Regions from separate parts of the Drosophila melanogaster genome. Here region 2 is linked to region 1. Evidence: chromatin contacts called from public HiChIP or PLAC-seq data. All regions are on one chromosome and are shown on one strand. Each heading gives the region's core, a stretch centred on a gene start, on an enhancer-like site or on the middle of the called end of the contact. The rest is flanking DNA. Distances are from core to core; before and after follow the strand shown. Region 1 holds the start of CycB3 (Cyclin B3). Region 2 holds the start of Cad96Cb (Cadherin 96Cb).

Region 1 (6,165 bases), core at 1,815-4,314:
CTAGTTATATCTGAGTTAATACTCACCCGATTTTGAAACTTCCATCAGGTTTTTAAAAGAGTTTTCTAGAAAGAAAAATAAAAATACGAATTTATTGCACTTACCCTATTAAAAGTAAGAATTTTTTCACTTCGCCCACCGTTTTCCGAATGTAATGATGGTAAAAAGATTGAAGTATTTTTGAACGGACGTAAAAATGTTTATTGGTATTCTCTCGCAAAACGATACATACATAACACTGAGTACATACATAACTAGTTACTTCAACAATGCAACGTTATCAACCATCCATGGATAAACGAGGTGAACTGAGGCAGGGCGGGGCGGGGCGGTATGATCAGGAACTGGGAAGTTGATGGTGAGCGTCCTTCGAGGGGCGGGAATGTGAGCGCAAGGAGGGGAGTCCATGAACGACTTAACAAATAACAGCATTAATAACGACGACAGGAACAGATGCACATGGCGTACATGGCGTGCACGGGACGAGGGTTGATCGCAGCGCATTTCCAGGTTGTACGGGACACACGTGCCTTTCATAGTCGCTTCGTATCCTTGCGTTTGTGTATCTGTGTAGAATAAGTTAGTGGGGATCCGTGTCTGCTTTGGTGGCTTACGAGTTAGGTTTATTTAATGCTGGCATCTCTTAAGACTAACGTACATATTAAAACATGAATCGTTTTGGGATTTTTTGGGTGGGGGTGCTAAAGATAATGTCGCCTTTCGAGTTTAGATTGATTGTGTTCGGCTACGTATGCGGTATGTGGGAAAATTAAACAATAATACATGGCAAAAAGAAACAAAAGCACTCTTAACATAATATTTATGCAAAAAACATGTCAATAATGCGAAGGTCACAATAATAATTAAAATATAATAAATTGCGAGGACTTGACGGGAACACTAGGTAAGGGGTAAAATCAGGGGTTTTTAGATTAAGGCGGGGATCCGCTGTTTCGTCGGGATGGGGCTAATATTGGGAATAGAAGCGTCTTAGAGCCTAAGTGAAGCGTATCGTATCATGTTGAATTTGGCTAAACTTTGAGGCTGTCCTACGACAGATTGCTTTCGTTCAGGTCAAGGTTGCCCTGGAAGAGCTCCTGGTTCGTCAGCAGCGGCACCTTGGCCACCTCGTGGAATATTTTGTGCGAGTACTTGTTCCGTATCGTCTTGATGGTGGCCCGTGGCTTGCGATGCAGTCCTGCATTGAGCGCGGTCACAATTTCAGCAAAGTCCGCCAATTGATAGCCGGTGTAGTAGATAAGCGTCGATGTCCACGTCTGCTTGTCCAGCTGCCCCGGACCGCCGTGCATACGCAGTGCCATGAACAGTGCGGCCGAAGCCATCTGCGAGTCACTGAACGAAATATTGGCGTAATCCATGAGCGACAATTCCAGGATGTATCGAGCCAGGGTCAGCGTGGGCATAGGCACCTTGGCGCATCGGGCATAGCGGCGCAGGAAACGGTACGAGAGCGGGATGCCCAGATCGTACTTGATAACGCGCAGCGTCTCCCGCTCCATTCGCACCAGCTCGTCGTGATTATAAGCACCATCGCAGATATACAAAAAATCCTCTATAAGCGGCGGCTGTCGCTCATCGTACTTGCAGGCAATAAAGAAGGCAGCGGCGCCCAGAAGTTGCAGCTTCTCTTTGTTGATCACCTCGCGGCAGAGATACAGATCGACGATCTTAACCGCTAGGTACAGAGTCTCGTGGTTCAGCTCGAACGTTTCCTGCACCTCCACCATCCAGTCGACCAACAGGGTGCGCATCCAGGTGGTCAGATGGATCTGCCTGGGCATATAGTCGGCAATGGGGAATTCCGCTTCGCGCACTTTGAGGTAGTTGAATATATCCATGGCGTAGTGGGACACCTGGAAGGGATCGTCCCAGTTCTTGCGGTCGAAGTCCTCTACTTCCTCGGGCACTGGCGGAATGGGCACCACCTGGCTTGGAGCAGTCTCTGGGAGTGTCAGCAACAGCGGCTGTGGCTGCTGCTCAGTCTTTTGCTGCAACTTGGCGGAGCGACGTCGCGCCGCCTCAAAGTTTCCAGACAGCCGCATGGAGTCGCAACTGGAGACATCCTCCAGCGCGGACATGTACAGGCTGTCCTCAGTCTTGTTGAAGTCATTGGAGATCCGACGAACTGGCTTGACGGCGGCAACCTGGGGAGCAGCCAGATTGTGCGTGGGCGGCAGTAAAACGGGAATCTGCATAGGATTTGGCATGGCCGGTAGCTGAACCTCCCCCAAAACGGTCTTTTTTGCGGCAGGCACTGCCTTGGGGCGCGGTTTGGGCCTGGCCAACGCCTCTTCCAGCTTATCGAGCACTTTGTGGCAGTTCTCCACCGAATCCTCCACTTTACTGGAGGCGCGCGTAGTCATCTTACTGGCGCCAAAGACATTTACGCTGAGATTCTCCTGTTTCTTAGCATCCATCAGGGCCTGCAGCTGCTGGGCCGTTGGCTTTTTGCCCACGCCCGACTGCTCCTCATCCTGTGCCGGATGCAGTGTCATGATCTTAACATTGTTGGTCAGGTTACCCAGCGCCGAGCGCTTGATTTTGTCATTTTTAATTGGACTGTGGTCGGCCTTGCGTTTGGCGCGCGTCTGCATATTCTCCACATTCGGATCGATGTTTCCCGTGGCAGCCGCCCTCCGAGTCAGTCCCTTCCTAGTGGCAGCTCCCAGGGCTCCCAGGATGGGATTCACTGCCTGCTGCAGCTGATGATGCCCGCTTGTGATGGCCGCGCGCGTTGTTGCTTTTGTGGGCGCCATTTTGAATGCGTGTTTGCGTGTGAGCGCACTCGTCGTTTGTTGTTTGTGTTCTTGTGCGCGGCGCCTGGAGTCCTCGTCTCCTCCACTTCCACTTGGTTTCAGCAAGATCCTCGCTAGCGGATTCCTTGCAGAATGTGGTCTTTGTGTTGGCTAGAACTTGAGTCGTTCGCTACTGCCGATATTGTCGACTCGATCAAGCCTAGACATTCACACAAACTCACAATATAATTCCGGATCGAGTTTTGTGGAGTTATGGCGCTTGGCCGGAGGGATAGAGAGCACTGAGTAAAAAATCAAAAAAACACCGCCAGATGCCAGATGCAGATGCGGCCTGCAGTGTGACCGTACCGCGGCGTTCGGTCGCCTAACGGAAATCGACTGGAATACACCTCTGTGGTGAAGGTAGGCATTGGGGGTAGTCTTCCAGAGCGCGGCTAATTTAAATGTCTGAAGTTCAAAACATGTGAATTGAACTATTTGGGCAGTTTGCTTAAATATGCAATTGCAAATTTATGGAACTAAGAAACTCATCAAAGTAGCCTCGAGCAGCTGACAGAAAGGAATTTGTTTAAATATATTTATTTAATTAATTGAACAGTGCCCAAAAATCCCCATCAATCCAAACAAGAGAGAAAAGTAAAACACCTGCTTTTACACACAACTGTTTATTTAAATGTTAAACAAAATATATGTATATATACGTTTGCTTGTATCAGTTGTAAAACTAATGATTATATATAGGCATAATTAATATTAAATTTAATTCAGTTTTTGTTGCTTCAGCCAAACGCGGGTTTCTAAGAACTCAATCAAGTATGCATACGACTTGCGTCAGGTTTATCGAAGAGATATATAATATATATATATATATATATATATATGCATGCGTAGAACTAACATTAATTGATGGCCTGCCCCAAAGGCATGACAAGTTTAAGGTTTTTTTTTTCCGTTTCTGTGGAAAACACGCATACAGTCACTCATACTCGTACATACGCACTAAAACACAACTTATAATTACTGATAGGAAAAATGTACATTTGCGGATATCAAACACAATTAAAACATAGTTAAGAGTATATGACGTGTGTTGTAGAACATTAAGTATAAATTAATTACAATAAGCTGCTTGGTCTTGATCTGAAGTCTAATATTGGGTGGCAGGTAAACTTTCATTCATTCAACTTTCCATTATACTTACAACTGCGTACGTTTATAAATTAAGTATGCTAAAAATATGATACAAATTTCGTTTTCTCTCATTTTCTTTATCGAATAAAAACAATAGTTCGAACAACAAAAATTCAAATAAAAACAAAGACAATGATGTAAAAAACTATTGCAAAGGGACGAGGGCGTGGGGCGGGTCTAGTTTTACTGCCTAAGCAGGCGATCTTGTTTCGGCTGTTGACATTTACGAATCTCATAAGTTTTGCAAGAATGACAGTAATTTAGTTTCGTAGTTTTTATTCGATTCCAGATTACGCAACGAATGCCGCTCCTCGGGGAACAGATGCACCTCGTACGGCTTGTTTGCCTTGTTCAAAGCACTGATCAGACGCGAGGTGTGGCAGAAGTGCACGTTCTCGTCGATCAGGCCGTGTATGAGCAGCAGGCGTTTGTCCCTGAACAAAAGAAAACATGAATGTTTCGAAAATTTGACAATTTAAGAACCAGCTTAAGAACTCACTCTTCGGGAAAAGAGTTTACGTATTCGAGCACCGAACCGGCTGAGTAACCGGCCTCGTTATTTTGCGGCATATCCATGTATCGTTCCGTGTAGCCCGTATCGTAATACTCCCAGTTGGTGACCGGCGCTCCGGCAATGGCCACTTTAAAGATTTTCGGATACTGAACCAGGCCCATCAGGCTAAGATAGCCCCCTGTTGAAATGACAACCATATGGAAATTATTGCAATGCCTTTACCTTTACCCAGTTCCCTCAATTGAAAGTAACCATTATAGTGCATTAATTTAACGTTCATAAACCGATAAGGCATCTTCATTCTGTCTGTGTACTTGCAAGTTCAGAATGACTTGCTTGTTGATTAGATTAAATAGTATGCAGAGTTGTGGGAAATACCCCACTATAACAATGTCAATCACCTATCTCGAGATAACTTACCGTATGACCACCCGTGAATGGCCACGCGATCCATGTCAATGTAGCCCAACTGGTCAGACAAGCTCCGCAGCGCATCCACCTGATCCGTCAGCTCCACCTGACCCATCCGACCACGGATGTGACTTTCGAATCGCTTGCCTCGATGCCGCGATCCTCGAGAGTCGATGCAGATGACACAATATCCCTGCGCGGCCAGCATATGCATCCGCAATTGATGTTTTCCCTAAGAAAATACAGAATTACATCGAAGTTAGACAAAGAACTCTGTATTTTGTGAAACCTACCTTAAATGTGTTGTTCACGGTCTGCACCTCGGGTCCTCCGTAAACATTGAGCACCGTGGGATACTTGACACCCAACTCAAAATTGTGCGGCTTGAAAACCATGGCATACACGATATCTCCCGACGGCAACTGCGGCGAGAAAATTTGCGGACAGTACTGCGGCTCCGGCTTTCCGCCTTCGTGGAGATAGCCAACAAGTGAAATCTGAATGCCGTTGACTCCACCGTTCGAGCATGTCTGGTTAACGCGCATCACCTTGCAACTGGGCAGCCGCTGTATGTTGCAGTAAACGAGCAGCATCAACTTGCATTGCTGTGAGAAAATTGGGAAAAGATCGTTAAAATGCTAAATTATAGCATACTTATTTGGGCACAATATTATATTTTCACTTTAGCTAGATAATGACAGTGATCATACGTACATCATCGAATTCCACGAGGTATGAGTAACCTGGCTCCGTTAGCAGGCGAATGTGTTCGGGCCGCTCCAGACTCACAACGTACAGGTGTTTTTCTAGCGGCGTATCTCGAAGTCCCACAAAGTACACCAGCTTGTTGGCCTTGTCCACCCAGAGATTCCTGGCCAGCACCTCCCACTCTCCGCTGGTCAAGGCCACCTTGTTGAGGATGCGCGGTTGCAGTGCCGATAGATCCACGAAACTGGGCTGCGCGCCAACGGATCCGGGATCTGGCTGTCCATTTGCTTGGCTCAACAACAAGCTGGCGGTCACCAAATAAAGGTGACGAAAACCAGTCTCCTCAGATGCCCACAAGAAGGTGACGCTTGTTTCCGTCAGATCCAGGAAGTGAAGCATATCATGCACATTAATCCAGCTATCCGAGCGTTCCGTGTATATAACCTGCAGTGGCGTGATTGTGCGACTGTACAGGCTGCGCCAGCTGTGGTCGCCTATTGAGTCGGTCGGCGTTGAAACCTGACTGCTGTAGGACTCGCAGAAGTTGTCCAGTGGAATAAGGAT
Region 2 (6,165 bases), core at 1,143-3,642, 360 kb after region 1:
ATTTATAGGGCTTTTATTTTTGGTATTCCAAACGGCAACTTGTGGCTCCTCGCCAGATGCGAGTTCTGTCTGGTTAAACATCGTAAGCATCGACATAAGTATTTCACAATCAATCTTTGTGGCACAGGTCAAGCTATGCCAGCTATATGGCAAACCCGTTAAGGAAGAACTTGAACTGTGAAAGAGCCATTAAGACGCACATGTGTTCTATGCCCCAAGTGGAGTAACGATACCACTCGAGTATGACAACGTAATGAACCGAGATTAATGCACTGAATGGAACTCGAAACTAGAGCAACTTCATGACCACAATCGGCCTGCGTATCGTATCCATATCCAGAAAAGGTAAAACCCTTTGACAGCTGCCCCAGGGGGCGGGATTTCGATGGGGGCATGGGGCTTCGGGATTTGGGGGTGGGCAAAACCCCAGTAAATCAGGTAAAAGCTTTTATCCGTCATAAATCGTTGGACCAGAACGACGTTGACGTCTCCGTTTGTTTTCTTTGCCGCCGACTTTCCTCTTCGGTTTATCGAGTCTCGCTAGGAATTTCACTATTTTTCAGTTTTTACTTTTCGAGGGTTACATGCGGTTAATTACTTTGTTTGTTTTTCGATTATCAAAGACGACACTTGGATCCGGAGTTACCAAACATTTCAACATTCCGATTCAATAGCTACCCCATAAATACGCTTGAAGGACTCACCTTTATTAAACCAGCAGAGAGACAAGATCGCATAGTATATCCATTGGTGATTTATCCGCATTTTGTACAACGATATTATGTTAGCAATTAGGTTAGTTGATAGTTCCTCAGCTTCCTCAGTTCAGAGCCACATAACACTTCCACACAAATCATGAAAATAAGATTTAGCTCAGTCACTTCACTTGATGTTCTTTAGCACTTTCCATACTCCATTTGTAATGCCCTTGTTTAACCGGTACGTGTTTTTTATTTAAGCAATAACTTTGCGTCTATCTGTGATGTGCCATAAACGAATTGAATTTATGTGCAACTTTTCCTTTGTTTAGCCCTGTAATTGGCAAAATGGCAATTTGAAATGGATAATGTAGGGGGCTTCACAGGGGCAACTGGAGTCTTCTAGATTATTACAAGATTATTAGATAGACAAAACACTCTGGCACAGAAACCAAAGCAACTGGAACATTAGCACTCCCCACCGACCAACCTTCTAGCAACTGAATGTTGTTCTTCATCTTTAGCATAAACCCCCTCGTACACCACCTCCCCTCCCTTACACCATTGTCTTCTGGTTGTGGGGCAAATGTCGCACACATGTTACCTCCAAGTTGCGCGTTTGGAGGTGGATGTCGGGAGTGGGGTCGCTGGCTCGGTTGCCACATTGTTGTCACCAACGGAATTGGCGGCATTCTATTCCGCCAGGAACTCCAAGAATAATACAAGCGAAAAGGGGATGATACAAAACCGAAGCTAGGAGTACTCTTTCTTGGTCGCCTTTTACCTATCCGAACTTTACCAACCTTGAATTGATTATAATAAGTTCATCCATATAAAATAGGTATGAAGATCAGTCTGTTATACCCTCATGGACTTAAAGAGTATATAGACAACAGCAGCCACTGAAGACGGTGGCAATGTTTTTGTTTTTGTTTCCTTGGTTCCGGTATTTTCGAGCGAGTGGAAGAATTCGAAACGCCCGTTTACACGGGCCAAAGGAGCTTCCTCCTCCTGGACAGGATTTATGGCATACCACAGCAGGTGGGCGGGTGTTTTGAGGATGAGGGAGGAAAGCGTGGGGAGTGGGAGGCGTGCTGCATCGTTTGATGGCTGAATCCGGAGGTTTGGGGGACAGACAAACATTTGCATACAAATCGCATAGCTGGCCGTTGGCCGATGGCGAAAATGAAAACGCTTTTTTGACCGGAAGCCCGCGGAAGCGCACAAAAAAGTCATTCACCTGTGTAAAAACGGTTACATTTTCCGATATTCGCCTGTGGCGCAGACTGTGAACTTGTTTTCCCCAGGGGTTTTTCATTCGGATAAACTGTTAACTGATTTACGGCATATGGGAGATTTAATTGGTGACAATTTATGGATTCCGGTAATGACAGCAAGTAGGGCTGATAAAATAAGATGAAAAGGAAAGTACTTCATTTAATAAAAAACTGATATTATAAAAAGGAATCACCAACTGAGCAGCTTAGTATATGCTGATTTTTATACTTTGAACTACATATATGCTTCACTGTACTTTATGTTTTACAAACACGCACTTAATCCTTTCGTGCTTTATCTTCCAGGTGCACTAAATGTTAGTTATTTCATTGTTTTGACCGCGATTGCAACGGACAAAGAACAATGTTGGCCGAAACGCTTTCAGTTAGTACTCCGCAGCGCTGAACGAGCTCCTCGCCTCGCGATCCAAACACAAACTGATTTTCCTTCCATAATGTAGCCAAAGTCGCGCCCCCTAACAACCGACGGCAATAAAAGCAGCAACAGCCTGTGAAGCCGGTGTGCGCTCACTATCAACATGCATGCACACATGCGACAGTCGCGGTCACAAAAATAGTGATCTTTCATACGCTTTCAGAAGGAATCTCCAGAAGAAACCTTCAAAATGGGAAACCATTTTTGAAATTTTGAAATTATTTTGTTATCGTAGACAATTGTAAATGATGCATAAATTGAAATTTTTGTTCACTTTTAGCTTTTAAAACAGTCGCAAAGAATCTTAAAAAAAAAACTTTTGAATTATTGTATACAAAGTGAAACCACATCCCAGAATTTCAAAAAAAGCGAACTTGATCTAATTGAAAATATTATAAGTCCAACTGCAATTCTTGATGGGATACCAGGCTTTCCCAGTCAAGCTCCTACCATTTTGACCGCTGCTGTGGCTAAACGGTGGAAGCCTCTCTTTCGCTTGTGTCGAAAATGTTTCCACATCACTCGTCAAGCGTAAGCGTTTCGGCTGGAAAGCGGCAAGAGGCAGGGGGAAGCGTAGCGGCGGTGGGGCAGTGCCATGACAACAACAACAGCTCGCCGCCACTGCGCACGCGCCCCAGCTGGAATTGGAATTGATGAGTGAATTCCAGTTCAGGAATCCTCTCCTGCCTCTCTGCGTTGTGCTCCACTGAGCCGGCTTTGCAACCCCTTTTCTCTGTTTACATTGCATGGAGTAGCCATGGGAACCAAGGCGGCGTCCTAGCCGGCTCCCTTCCAGGCGCTGCTTCACCTTTACCACTCCACCTATCCGACCATCCACCGTCGTGACTCAGCCCCAGTGACATTGCATTTGCATGTGACTGCCGCTAATTGCTGTAATTCCCGCGCTGGACTTCGACTCCAACTTCCAACTTTGCCGGCACATAATTGCACTCTCCTGCTCCGATGTCCTTTCTCCTCCTGTACAGTTCCGTGCCAGGTTTTCCCTGTTCTTGTGGCTTCGTTTGGCTCACATTCAAACTTCAAGTGGTTTTTTGGGACATGCTTTCCTCGGCGTTTTTGCTTTCCTTCCGACACTTTTGACTTACTTTATGGCCCGGTCGATTATGCTCGCCTTATCGGGCTTTAAATGGGTCTGTAGTTCTATAGGGGTGGAATATCCAATCTCCTAATGCGATTTCTTGATTGAAAATACATTTCCTTTCATAATTTAGCACTACATTTTAAGAATATGCCACTGAAAAGAAGTCAACTGATTTAAGAAAGAATTTCTAAATTAAACATTAGGTCATTGCTTTATTATTGTAGCTACAATAAACAAGAACTTAAGGCTTTAAGGATTCATAATCTGTTTGGAGAACAATTCTGTAGCATACAAATTTTTGCTAGTTTAATGACGTGTAACAACATAATTATTTTGATGTGCTCGTTGGTGAATCGTCTGCCTATTAAAAAAAAATCACACTTAAAATAATCTTAAGTAAGAGACTATATTTGATAACGAAAATCCTGTAGATGTTTGGCATGATTGATTGCTATCCTAAGTTAATGACAAAGAGCATTATTTTTGCATCACAAGTACTTGGCATCTTAGCTATCGTATTCTATGGTTTGGCTGCGAATTTCATTCCAACTCAGCTTACAATTAAATGAAATTAACATAAATAACATAGTAAATTGGCTAGGATTACAGTTCGGTGTGCTTGGGCTTGTTGAACAATCTCTCGCACAGTTTGGCCAAAATCTGGGACACCTCCAGTCGGTACTCGTCCGTGCTGTTGGCATACCGATTGCGAACGGTTAATAGTGCATGCCTGAGACCGGAACTTTGCGACCACGTGCTGGTGCACATATCTTCGGTGGTCTCCAATGCGGTGGCAAACTGTTCCACCACCTCCGGTTGCTCTAGGAGGAGCAGGAACTCCTTGGTTAGCACAGTGTCCACCGCCGCGCAGTAGCCCGGCGTTTTCAGCCACGACTCGAAGTCCAAGAGCACATATTGCGCCATTGTGGATGAGGCTTCGGGATCATCTTTGCTGACATCCAGCACTGACCGCTTCTCCAGCACTAGGTCGCTTATGAGAGTCACTACCTTCGCCTTGCTCCGCAGCTCCACATCCGGACTCTGGAGCACCTTGATCAGAGCCTGTGTACCCGAGGTGGAAAGCACTCGCTGCTGGGCTAGCGGAAATTTCCGCAACAAGGCTCCAAAGGCGTGCAATGCAGCGGAGATCTCACCGACATTTCCGGAACTGGTCAGAATCTGAGCCAGATGAGACCCGAAATTCTTTTCGAACACCTTGATCTGGGCCTTGGGATTGTTGCTCGCCAGCGAGCCCAACACACGCATGGCCGACACTCTCAGGGATGTACTGGTATCGTTCACAACAATGGGCAGTAGTACATCATCCAATCCCCCATTATCAATGAACATCAAGGCATTGTCTATCTGATGGAGCAAATACTCCAGATTTTCCAGGCAGTCCAGCTTGGAGCGCATCTCTGACTCTAGCGGCGTTCTGCTGAAGTTCCGAAACTGATCGATTAACTGGACGATCAGTTCTCCGTCGGTGCGAAAGTTCTTCTGGAACTCTTTGTACGCTTTGCGTAGCTCGGCATAGCTCTTCTTCTGCTCCTTGACCCGCCGTATAGACTCCTCGATTATGTCCGGTTTATAGTCCAGAGCCAGGGGTTCGTTGTCATCGTGAGATTCCCGAGCATTCTGATCATCCGGTTGACTCTGCAGCGACGTGCCACGTTCGCTTTCGTCTAAGAGTTTGGCTTCCTTGAGCCCCGTTTGTAGGTTGATGCGCACGTGCAGGCCCCTTGGAATAGCTTGACCTGGAAATATAGAGTGCTCACTTAGTACACGTCATCCGAGAGTTAGCCTGGCTAGCCATTAACCTTCCGCAATCGTCTGCCATTCGTCGGTGGCCACGAAATCGTTGGTTTTGTTATCCGTTTCCGTTGCCGCTGCCACTTGTAAGCATCCCAGGATCAGGACACTGCCCAGAAGGATGACTACCTGCTTGCCACTCATACTGCTTCAGCTTGTCTTGCCTCCAGAATGTATTCAGTCTTTATTTCACCTGGTTTTAAGTAAGTTTCGTGAGAGTTTTTAAATCAGATTTCAGACTTCTGATGTGGATGTGGTTAATAGTATGACCGTAGGGAGCTGCATTGATTATACCGCATGTGGCGATATGTTCCGTGGAGAGCCAGTCGATTCGGAACCAGTCAAAGGCGGTTACAATTCAATTTCAAATTTGAAAATATTTGTAATCAATAAATTCGTTATAAACAATAGAATATATTAAAGTATTGAAAAAGTGTAAACTATATGTATGCTTTATAATCTTTCTTTATATTTATTAGATTGTGCTGTTGGACATTCCAAGCCAAATCTTATATAAATAAGTAATACAAAAATTAAGTAAAAATTTTTATGGTTAATTTTTGCTCTTAGTCCGGAATAGTTGGAAACTTTAAATGATTTCAAACATTATTTCGCTAACAAATTAATTTTTATCCCTAACGAACACAAATATTAATATTTTTAAACCTTAGTTTGTTGTGAAAAACAAGCATTGCTAGAAATTTCCAGACTTGAAATTAATATTTAAGAACCAGAAAAAGTTAATGCCATTCAGAACGATTAAACCACATCAAACCAGAATGCCACCAAAAATTCCCAAACTCATCGTGAATTCATTAAAAATTGAAAAGTAACCGCCAT

The links. HiChIP or PLAC-seq counts read pairs in DNA pulled down with a chosen protein or histone mark.
Region 2: an H3K27ac HiChIP or PLAC-seq map of the Kc167 cell line shows a contact between it and region 1, with 5 times the contacts expected there. The contact joins the promoter of Cad96Cb here to the promoter of CycB3 in region 1. A contact is called at or near these places in 3 of 107 Hi-C or Micro-C datasets (the D17-c3 cell line and the Kc167 cell line) and 1 of 6 datasets of contacts at active chromatin or transcription factors (the Kc167 cell line).

Annotation. Positions count from the first base shown.
Region 1 is chr3R:24,867,752-24,873,916 of dm6, forward strand. CycB3 (Cyclin B3) reads right to left here and starts at 3,065. Exons shown (of 1, transcript NM_001276005.1): 1 at 183-3,065. The coding sequence starts at 2,777. The coding sequence ends at 1,050. It overlaps CG3744, which reads right to left. Exons shown (of 9, transcript NM_170177.3): 5 at 5,608-6,165; 6 at 5,187-5,498; 7 at 4,903-5,125; 8 at 4,468-4,660; 9 at 3,451-4,402. The coding sequence ends at 4,201.
Region 2 is chr3R:25,229,929-25,236,093 of dm6, forward strand. Cad96Cb (Cadherin 96Cb) reads right to left here and starts at 2,393. Exons shown (of 6, transcript NM_143098.4): 1 at 2,233-2,393; 2 at 705-1,032. The coding sequence starts at 765. Sil1 (Sil1 nucleotide exchange factor) reads right to left here and starts at 5,601. Exons shown (of 2, transcript NM_143099.4): 1 at 5,334-5,601; 2 at 3,708-5,270. The coding sequence starts at 5,469. The coding sequence ends at 4,117.